Regions from separate parts of the Mus musculus genome. Here region 2 is linked to region 1. Evidence: chromatin contacts called from public HiChIP or PLAC-seq data. All regions are on one chromosome and are shown on one strand. Each heading gives the region's core, a stretch centred on a gene start, on an enhancer-like site or on the middle of the called end of the contact. The rest is flanking DNA. Distances are from core to core; before and after follow the strand shown.

Region 1 (4,008 bases), core at 1,160-3,659:
GGAAGGACCATGAAGTGACTGCCCAGGAATGGGTACCAGTAGGGCAGGATAGACTCAGTTCTGGGCACCATGGATTTGAGGGAGTCTGAGGTATCTGGGAGAGGCTAACAGACAGGAAGAAATCAGAGGAGATAACCATGCGAGTAGTTCAGAATGGACGGGAACTGAGGGTAGAATGGAGGGAACTGAGGGTGACTGGAGTGACAGAGGCCTTGCCATATCCCTGGGGACTCACATGGAAATGAAAAAGAAAGAGCAGCCAAAGCCTTGGAAGTCGGAGTTGCCAGACTCCCTAGGAAGAATATGGAACTGGGAAGGCAGGGCTGGCTGCGAGGAAGGGAGCAAGGGCTACAGGATCTAGCTCAGGCCTGGGGAAGGCAATGCATTCTTGCTCTTCCTCCATTGACTGGGGTCTGGATGCTGCCCACCTCCCTAGAGTGGGGCCTCCAAGGGGCTGACAGGTTCGCTCGTTGCCTGGCAACTGAGAGAGCTGTTGGCTGTTGCTAGGAGCAGACTAGGGAGGCCAGAGGAGCAAAGCTCTAAAGCACAGGGCTGGGCCGAGGGGGAAGGGGCTGGCTGGAAGAGGGATCTGTCTGTCTTCAGCGTGTAGTAGACTGTGCTCGGCTGTGTGTGCTCATGTCCATGGTGTGTTCTGTGAATCTGTCACGTTGGAGGTAAGTCCTACAAGTGGATAGATAGATAGATAGATAGATAGATAGATAGATAGATAGATAGATAGATAGATAGATAGAGAACAGCACTGTCCACAGGTAGCAGTATGTGTTCTTATCCTATTTCTTGCATGCCTAGGGCAGGGCCCGCTTAGGCTTCAGGTAGGTTCCCCGAGGGAACCACTGGATGATTACAGGCTAATGACACCTCCACAGGGAAGACATTCTGATGATTGAGACACACGGACACTCCAGAGCAAGCCAGCAAGTTGGAGGGTAGAAGCTGGAACACGCGCTTTGTCCAGGTAGTGCTGTTCTCACAGGAGGCTGTGTCCAACTCTTTTTTTTTTAAACATTTATTTATTATTATATGTAAGTACACTGTAGCTGTCTTCAGACACCCCAGAAGAGGGTCTCAGATCTCATTATAGATGGTTGTGAGCCACCATGTGGTTGCTGGGATTTGAACTCGGGACCTGCGGAAGAGCAGTCAATGCTCTTAACCGCTGAGCCATCCCTCCCGCCCCCCATTTATTTATTATTACATGTAAGTACACTGTAGCTGTCTTCAGACACACCAGAAGAAGGTGTCAGATCTCATTAAGGATGGTTGTGAGCCACCATGTGGGTACTGGGATTTGAACTCAGGATCTCCAGAAGAGCAGTCGGCACTCTTAACCGCTGAGTCATCTCTCCAGCCCTGTGACCAACTCTTAATGGCAGTGTCCTTCTCTGGCTTTAGTCTGGGGCCACTCAGAACACCTTGCACACTTCAATCGTCCAATCAAAGTTGGTGGGTCATAGGCCCCTCTTAAAAAGCAGATCACAAAGATTGGAAATAGCTCCACTTCCACCTTTGCACAGCCACAGGATCACAGCCACTACCCAGAAGAGACATGGAACTGAAGAAGCCTCTAGAAGCTGACAGAGGATGGAAGGAACAGATTATAGGATCATGGCAACGTTTGTTTCCTTAAGTCCAATGACAACTCTCTCTTGTCTATCTCTCCTAGAGTCCAGTCTCATTGGTCTCTGGTTGAAGCCCCGGATTGCTGCCTGCAGGAGAAAGGTTCCCAACCTATCAGGCAAAAGGACGACGTTTAGATGACAGAAGATAGTCCACTCAAAGGTGTAAAGGCGGCAGTGAACTCTTTTTGTTTTTAATGTGGTGCAACCTACACAGAAGAGGAGGGGGCGCTGCTTTAAAGAAAATCGAGGTCCAGAAAGAGATCATGTGACCCTCCGCAGAGTTTAGTAGATCTCCAAATAAGTTTATAGGCTCAGTTTTAGCAAGTGAAGAAGACACACCTCCTCCATCTTACTCTCATAATTCACAAATGCTCAGAGTCCTGGTTTCTATTTGGCCTGTGGCGAGGGCAGGTAGTCCTGACCCTTGGGCTACTAGATCAACTAGTCCTACAGTCCAGAAACAGAGCCTCAGGCTCTCAGCATCCAATCGGAGACTAGCTCCTCCTGCAGCCCGCCCAGAGGCCTAAGCCTGTGTTAGCTCTACCCTTGGTGTCTTCCCTCGTTGCGGCCCCGCTCTCAGCTTGCGCCTAAGGCTGGACTGAGCCTAACTTCTCCCTTGGCTCCGCCCTCCAACCAATCACCATCCCTAAATTTCCTTCGGCCCCTCCTCCAGACCCGCCCCGGCCCAGTCGCGGGCTTGGTTCGCCCGGGCCCCACCCCTGGCCCGCCCCGCCGTCGGTGCGCGGCGGCCGGGAAGGCGCCTCCCGCAGTCGCTCGGAACTGCGGACCTGAGAGCTTCCCGCAGAGGGCCGGCGGTGGGAGCGGAGTGGGTCGGGCGGGGCCGAGCCGGGCCGTGGGCCGTGTGGGGGCCAGGCCGGGCCGGCGGACGGCAGGATGGGCTGCACCGTGAGCGCCGAGGACAAGGCGGCAGCCGAGCGCTCTAAAATGATCGACAAGAACCTGCGGGAGGACGGCGAGAAGGCGGCGCGGGAGGTGAAGTTGCTTCTGTTAGGTGAGGCAGCGCCCCGTTCTGGGACCCTTGACTCTCTACGCTAATCCCCAGACAAGGACCTGAAACTGCTCAGCCTGGCCTTGCACCCTACACCTGCGCTTGAAACCAGTAGGAGCCACCCTTTTAAGATCCGAAACTCTGGATTGGTCTAGATTTATAATCCTAGTCCAGACTTCATTCAGACCCTCAACTCATCCCAGATCCCACACACCAAACCTTGTATGACTATCTCCCCCCCCCCTTGTTATCCAGTCTCAAGAGAACTCAGACCCTGCCGTGTATTTCCGCACTTTCTCAGGCTTTTCTTAAACCCTCAGCACCCTGCCGGCTCCCACCTTCAAGCCCCACCTGTTCTATTTCTCTTGGCACGAGCATTCCTTGGGACCCTGGTCAAGCCTCGACCCACTCCCTCTTTTCCTTACTCTGGGATCTGTATTCTCCCTCTTTGCACTCTGACCCTTCAAGAACCTCTTTAAGAGGGAAACTGACTACTCTCAAGTTCTCTGTAGCAGGATTCCCCGCAGGGCCTCTGTTCCAGGTCACCAGATCTCTCTTTCTCTCTGTGTGTGTGTGTCTCTCTCTCTCTCTCTGTCTCTCTCCCTCCCTCTCTCTGCAGGTATCAACCCCCAAATCATCTGCCCCTCTTTTAAGGCTTTTCTCACACTCTGCCGTTCCCTTGCTTCTGCGCCCTCCTGCCCCAGGTGGGCCTTGTTGATAGGAGGAGGGGCACCAGGGGCTGGGGTGGGCCTAGGCTGAGCTGGGCAGACCCTTTGCAAGAGGTTGGTCTGACTCTGAGAGTCACACTGGGAAACAGGGGCCAGGCCTCTAGCATTTGCGGGAAGTTCCATTCCCTGGGATCCAAGGCTTGTCTGGGCCAGGGCCAGGGGAGTCTGGGCAATAGGAGGGAACATGGAGGAGTTAGGGTTGTTGTCACTTCCAAGGCCAAGGAAGATGGTGGCTGCTGGGATGGGGGGGAAGTGGAAGTAGTGAACCAACCGACATATTGCTGCCCCTGTGTGCCGGCCTGGAGAGATCTGCTGACGGCTGCTGGGCTTCTCACACTCGGGGCTGGAACGCCAGGGATATGGCCTAGGATACTGAGTAGACCTGTTGGTTCCCCAGAGGAATACTGTGATGTGGGGGTGGTGGGCAAGCTGAATGAGGGGCTGGTAAGGAGTCTGCTGCCTGTAGCCCCGTGTGCGCTCAAGCATCCCAGCTAGGCTTTGGCAGAGGCAGTGGGCCTGATGCTTGTGTCCAGACCCACACCGGTCGTCAGAGTGGCTCCCTGTGGAAGCCTGACTTGAGAAGACCAGTTCCTCTGGATTGTGGGGAGCAAGGCCCTAGCAGCAGCAGAAG
Region 2 (3,982 bases), core at 178-2,677, 300 kb after region 1:
TTTTTAATTAATTAGTTTCATGTGTGAGGATGTTTTGTCTGCACACGTATCTGTACACTACATATGTGTCTGGTGTTCAAGGAAGCCAGAAGAGGGCATTGGATCCTCTGGTACTGGAGTTACAGACTGCTGTTAGCCTCCTTGTAGGTGCTCAAAATTGAACCTGGGTCCTTTGGAAAAGCAGCCAGTGCTCTTAACCACTGAGGCATTTCTCCAGACCCCCTTGTACTGGGACTTATAGGTGTGCACCAGTACACCCAACTCCCAGCCCCTCTCCCTTTTTACTCAAGTATTTTATTTTTTACTTTTTTGAAGCAGGATTTCATGTAGCCCAGTCTGGCCTTAAAAGATGAGTTTCTGGTTTCCCTGCCTCCACCTGCTGAAAACTAGGATTTATAAGTATTACCAAACCCCATTTGTGGGCATCAAACCCAGAGTTGTGTGACTGTTAGGTGAGCACATCAATTGAGCTACCCCGTGAACTATTTATTTTTGAATATTTTATGTTATTTCTTAAAATTATAAGTATGTATGTTTGGATGGGTATGTGTACATGGGTGCTTGGAATTGAAACCCAGTTCTCTGCAAGAGCAGTATGTGTTCCTAACCGCTGAGCCATCTCTTCAAGGTCCCGTCCCACCTTTTAAATTTTGAGACAGATTTTTACTAAATTACTCAGGATGGCTTTGAATGTATGGTCCTCCTGCGTCAGCTTCTCCAGAAGCTGTGATTACGTGCCTGCACAACCAGGTCTTGCTATGAATATTACAAAAGATACAACTAAAGCCTAGAAGGTCTGGGCATTTAAACAAAGTTAAACAACGAGCTGCCAACAGAATCAGGATGTAAATCCAGTTTTCCAGTATTCGCTGTTTTGCTATCTGCTCCAAATTCTATGTGCGTGTGAGGTCAGGAGGGTCCTTAGAAACTGGGTCCCTTTCCGAAAACAGAGACTGCCCCCAAACACTGAAACCCAGTCACACGCTGCTAGACCTATCTTACAAGCAGTTAGAACAACGCACCCACCTCCCGCCCCCCAAAATCTGGCTCTCAAGCCCAGCACACGTGGGTGACACCCTCGCGGTTTGTTTTTTGCCCACACTCCGCCCCAGCTGGATATGTAAACGTTTGCTTCAAGCAATCACCGCAGGCTGGAGCCATATCTCTGTTGAGACCTTAAGGAAGACTAGTGGGTCTGGGACCCAGCAGAGCATCTCTCACATTCCTGTACTTCCCCTTAGGGGGGCTGCAGATGCTGGCCAGTTGAGCCTCCTCAGCATCCCACAGTCTTCAAAGGAAAATCCGGCCACTTTAGGAACCCTAGACCAAGGAGACGCGGTTCACCGGAGCCCTTTCTCAACAGCACCGAGGCGGAAGCAAGGCGCCGAGGGAGTGCACTACAGGTTACGCACATCCGGGGTGGGGTGGGGGGGCGCTAACCCTGGGTCAATTTTCTGGTACTTGTGTGTGGGCCGGGCGAGCGTGCATGCCCTCTGGTAGGTATGCACCAGAGCAGGAGATCCGGATGGGAAATGCATGGCCGCAACGTTGATTTTGAGACAGGGATGGCCCTCTCCCTCGCTTTCAGGGGTGGAGAGAGGGCGCGCTTATATCGTTGATAATGTGTTTGCGGATCTGGGATGGACGCTGTGTCGAGGCTTGGAGATTTGGTTCCTTCCGTAGCTGGGTACTGGTGGACCCAGTTGCGTCAGGAATCTAGCAGAACCGGATTTGTGTTCTGCCCGGGGTATTTTATACCTGAGTTACCGTGGGCAAGTTGCTTTCCTCTTCTGGAGCCCTGTCTGAGAGGATGTGGCAGTTAGCAGGTTCTCGCAAATCTTAGTTTGGACCTTACTTAGTTTGGAAGTAGAGGGGACCACAGATTTTATGTTTTCAGATAACTTGTTTATGCTAACTTAAGCGTAACATTGTTCATTATGGGTTAAAATAGAGGCAACGTTTCAGCTTCTAAACAATAAGGAATGTCACAAGCCAAGCTCCCAAGCACGGCAGTCTCCTGCCATCTGTTAGTGAGTCCCAAGGGTCTTCCAGGCCCCTGATAGTCGTTGGTCAAGGCACCACTCTCCAGAAAGCTAGTGTTATTTATTTCTCCCACATTAGGAGCAAACTGGAAGTCAGAAACAACGGCTCAACTGCACTCACTCACACTGGGGTCTGACATAGGTCTAACCTACTCCCAAACCTACACCTTGACTCTTAACAGGACAGAGCCCTGCCAGTTCAACCTACCTATGCTAAAAATAACAAAACGTTACTGGCCAAGACAAGAAGGAGTCAGATAGCTGGCTGGGGATATGAATATAGTCCAGGAGGCGACAGACTAAAAAGCACACCCTTTCCTGGCACATTTTGAGTCTTTTTCCACATCCTTCTTTAGGGTAGCAGAAACATCTGAGAAACAAAACAGAGAACTGGAACCCATGACTGATTCTTCACCCAGCCCAGCCCAGGGATCACCCTGAGCCCCTACCTCAGTGCAGATAGCACAAGAGAGACTCAGGCACTTGGAAGCCTTTCTCCAAGAATGAAGCTCTGGGGACAAATACTTTGGACCCTTCTATCTGTTCCCCGAGGAAGGAGGGGAGTCCTCCAGGGCTGGGCCTTCAACTCATGGAAGACTTATTCATCCCTGACTGGGCCGTTGAGTGCCACAGGGATGGTTAATCACTGGACACGGGTCTTTGAGGAAAGAGGTATCCCAGAGGCCCGGGAATCCAGTGAGTACATCGTGGCTCATGTCCTCGGAGCCAAAACAGTTAAGTGTAATGTTAGGGAGGACAGGGAGAGGGAGGAGGGAACTCTCTGGGGAATAGATAGTGAAAGGGGGGTTGTTTTATTTGTTTTTATTTTGTTTGGTTTTAATTTTTGCCTCAATCGGGCTGCTTAATTGAGTCGGGTGGGATTTTGCTGAACAAATGTTTCAGGCAGACATGTATTCATTCATCCAACAAACTACTGCAGTGTGTTCCAGGTACTGTGTGTTCCGGGATGATTAAGTGGCTAGTGTTGAGTTGACAGACATTGTCCACACAAACCTGGGTGTGTGTCCCTAGACCAAGGGAGCCAGCCACTCACATTCTCCATGGGAACAGTTTCAGAGCCTGAAACCAGCACTTTGGACCAAGCCACTGACCCCTCAACAATTGGAATGCATCCAGGAGCTATGTGGCCGTAGATTACAGAGGTAAGCACCCATGGACCGATCCGAGGACTCTACAGAGATCCATCTTTCACCGGTTCCACCAAATTATGGCCAGGGAGGAGTAAAGTGTCTGAGGTCGAGAGGGATCTGTTGGGGTAAGGAGGTAGGAGGAGAGGGACTGGTGTTGTAAATTGAAAGAAGGGAAAGGCTAGTCTGTTTGTCCTAGGGTACTGCAGTCAGGACCCTGCTGAATAGCCTTAGCTACATTAGTCCTCAGTTGAGCTCTGGCCTTATTCATCCTGGTCCTGGTCCTGATGACTCCCTGGATACTCCTCCTGCAGGATGCCGGTGCAGTATATCCTTGGGGAGTGGGACTTTCAGGGGCTCAGTCTGAAGATGGTACCCCCAGTGTTCATCCCTCGGCCAGAGACAGAAGTGAGTATCTCACTAAGACAGGATGAAGATGAGAAAAAGGTTCAAGGCACCCGTCTTGCTCCAGACTTCCTCCAGGGGGCGCTCGGGCCCCATGGCTGCCATTCACAGCACCTTTCACACATAAGTCTTGCTGGCTAGGTTGACTGAGCCATGATTGAGGATCCTTCTTGCCCCCTCCCTTTGACTCTCTTTAAATTCCAAACCTCTGCCCCAGCCTCAGTGACCAGAAGTGACAGAGAATGGTTCAAGTAGTGCTCAACTTACTGTGTTCATTAGAAGCTATCCTATGGGCCCATGGCAGACTCAACCCATGGGAAATAAGTGGCCTTCAGCAACTTAGAGGGCATGGAGGAAATAGGAGGGGCTCTGCTGGAGGCCTGGCAT

What was found. HiChIP or PLAC-seq counts read pairs in DNA pulled down with a chosen protein or histone mark.
Region 2: a contact with region 1 is called in an H3K4me3 HiChIP or PLAC-seq map of embryonic stem cells, with 12 read pairs. The contact joins the promoter of Hemk1 here to the promoter of Gnai2 in region 1. A contact is called at or near these places in 6 of 115 datasets of contacts at active chromatin or transcription factors (embryonic stem cells, neural tube, pro-B cells and 1 more).

The regions. Positions count from the first base shown.
Region 1 is chr9:107,633,744-107,637,751 of GRCm38.p6, reverse strand. Gnai2 (guanine nucleotide binding protein (G protein), alpha inhibiting 2) reads left to right here and starts at 2,409. Exons shown (of 9, transcript NM_008138.5): 1 at 2,409-2,652. The coding sequence starts at 2,535.
Region 2 is chr9:107,335,795-107,339,776 of GRCm38.p6, reverse strand. It overlaps Hemk1 (HemK methyltransferase family member 1), which reads left to right and starts at 1,427. Exons shown (of 11, transcript NM_133984.2): 1 at 1,427-1,496; 2 at 2,399-2,776; 3 at 3,114-3,205; 4 at 3,505-3,598. The coding sequence starts at 2,546.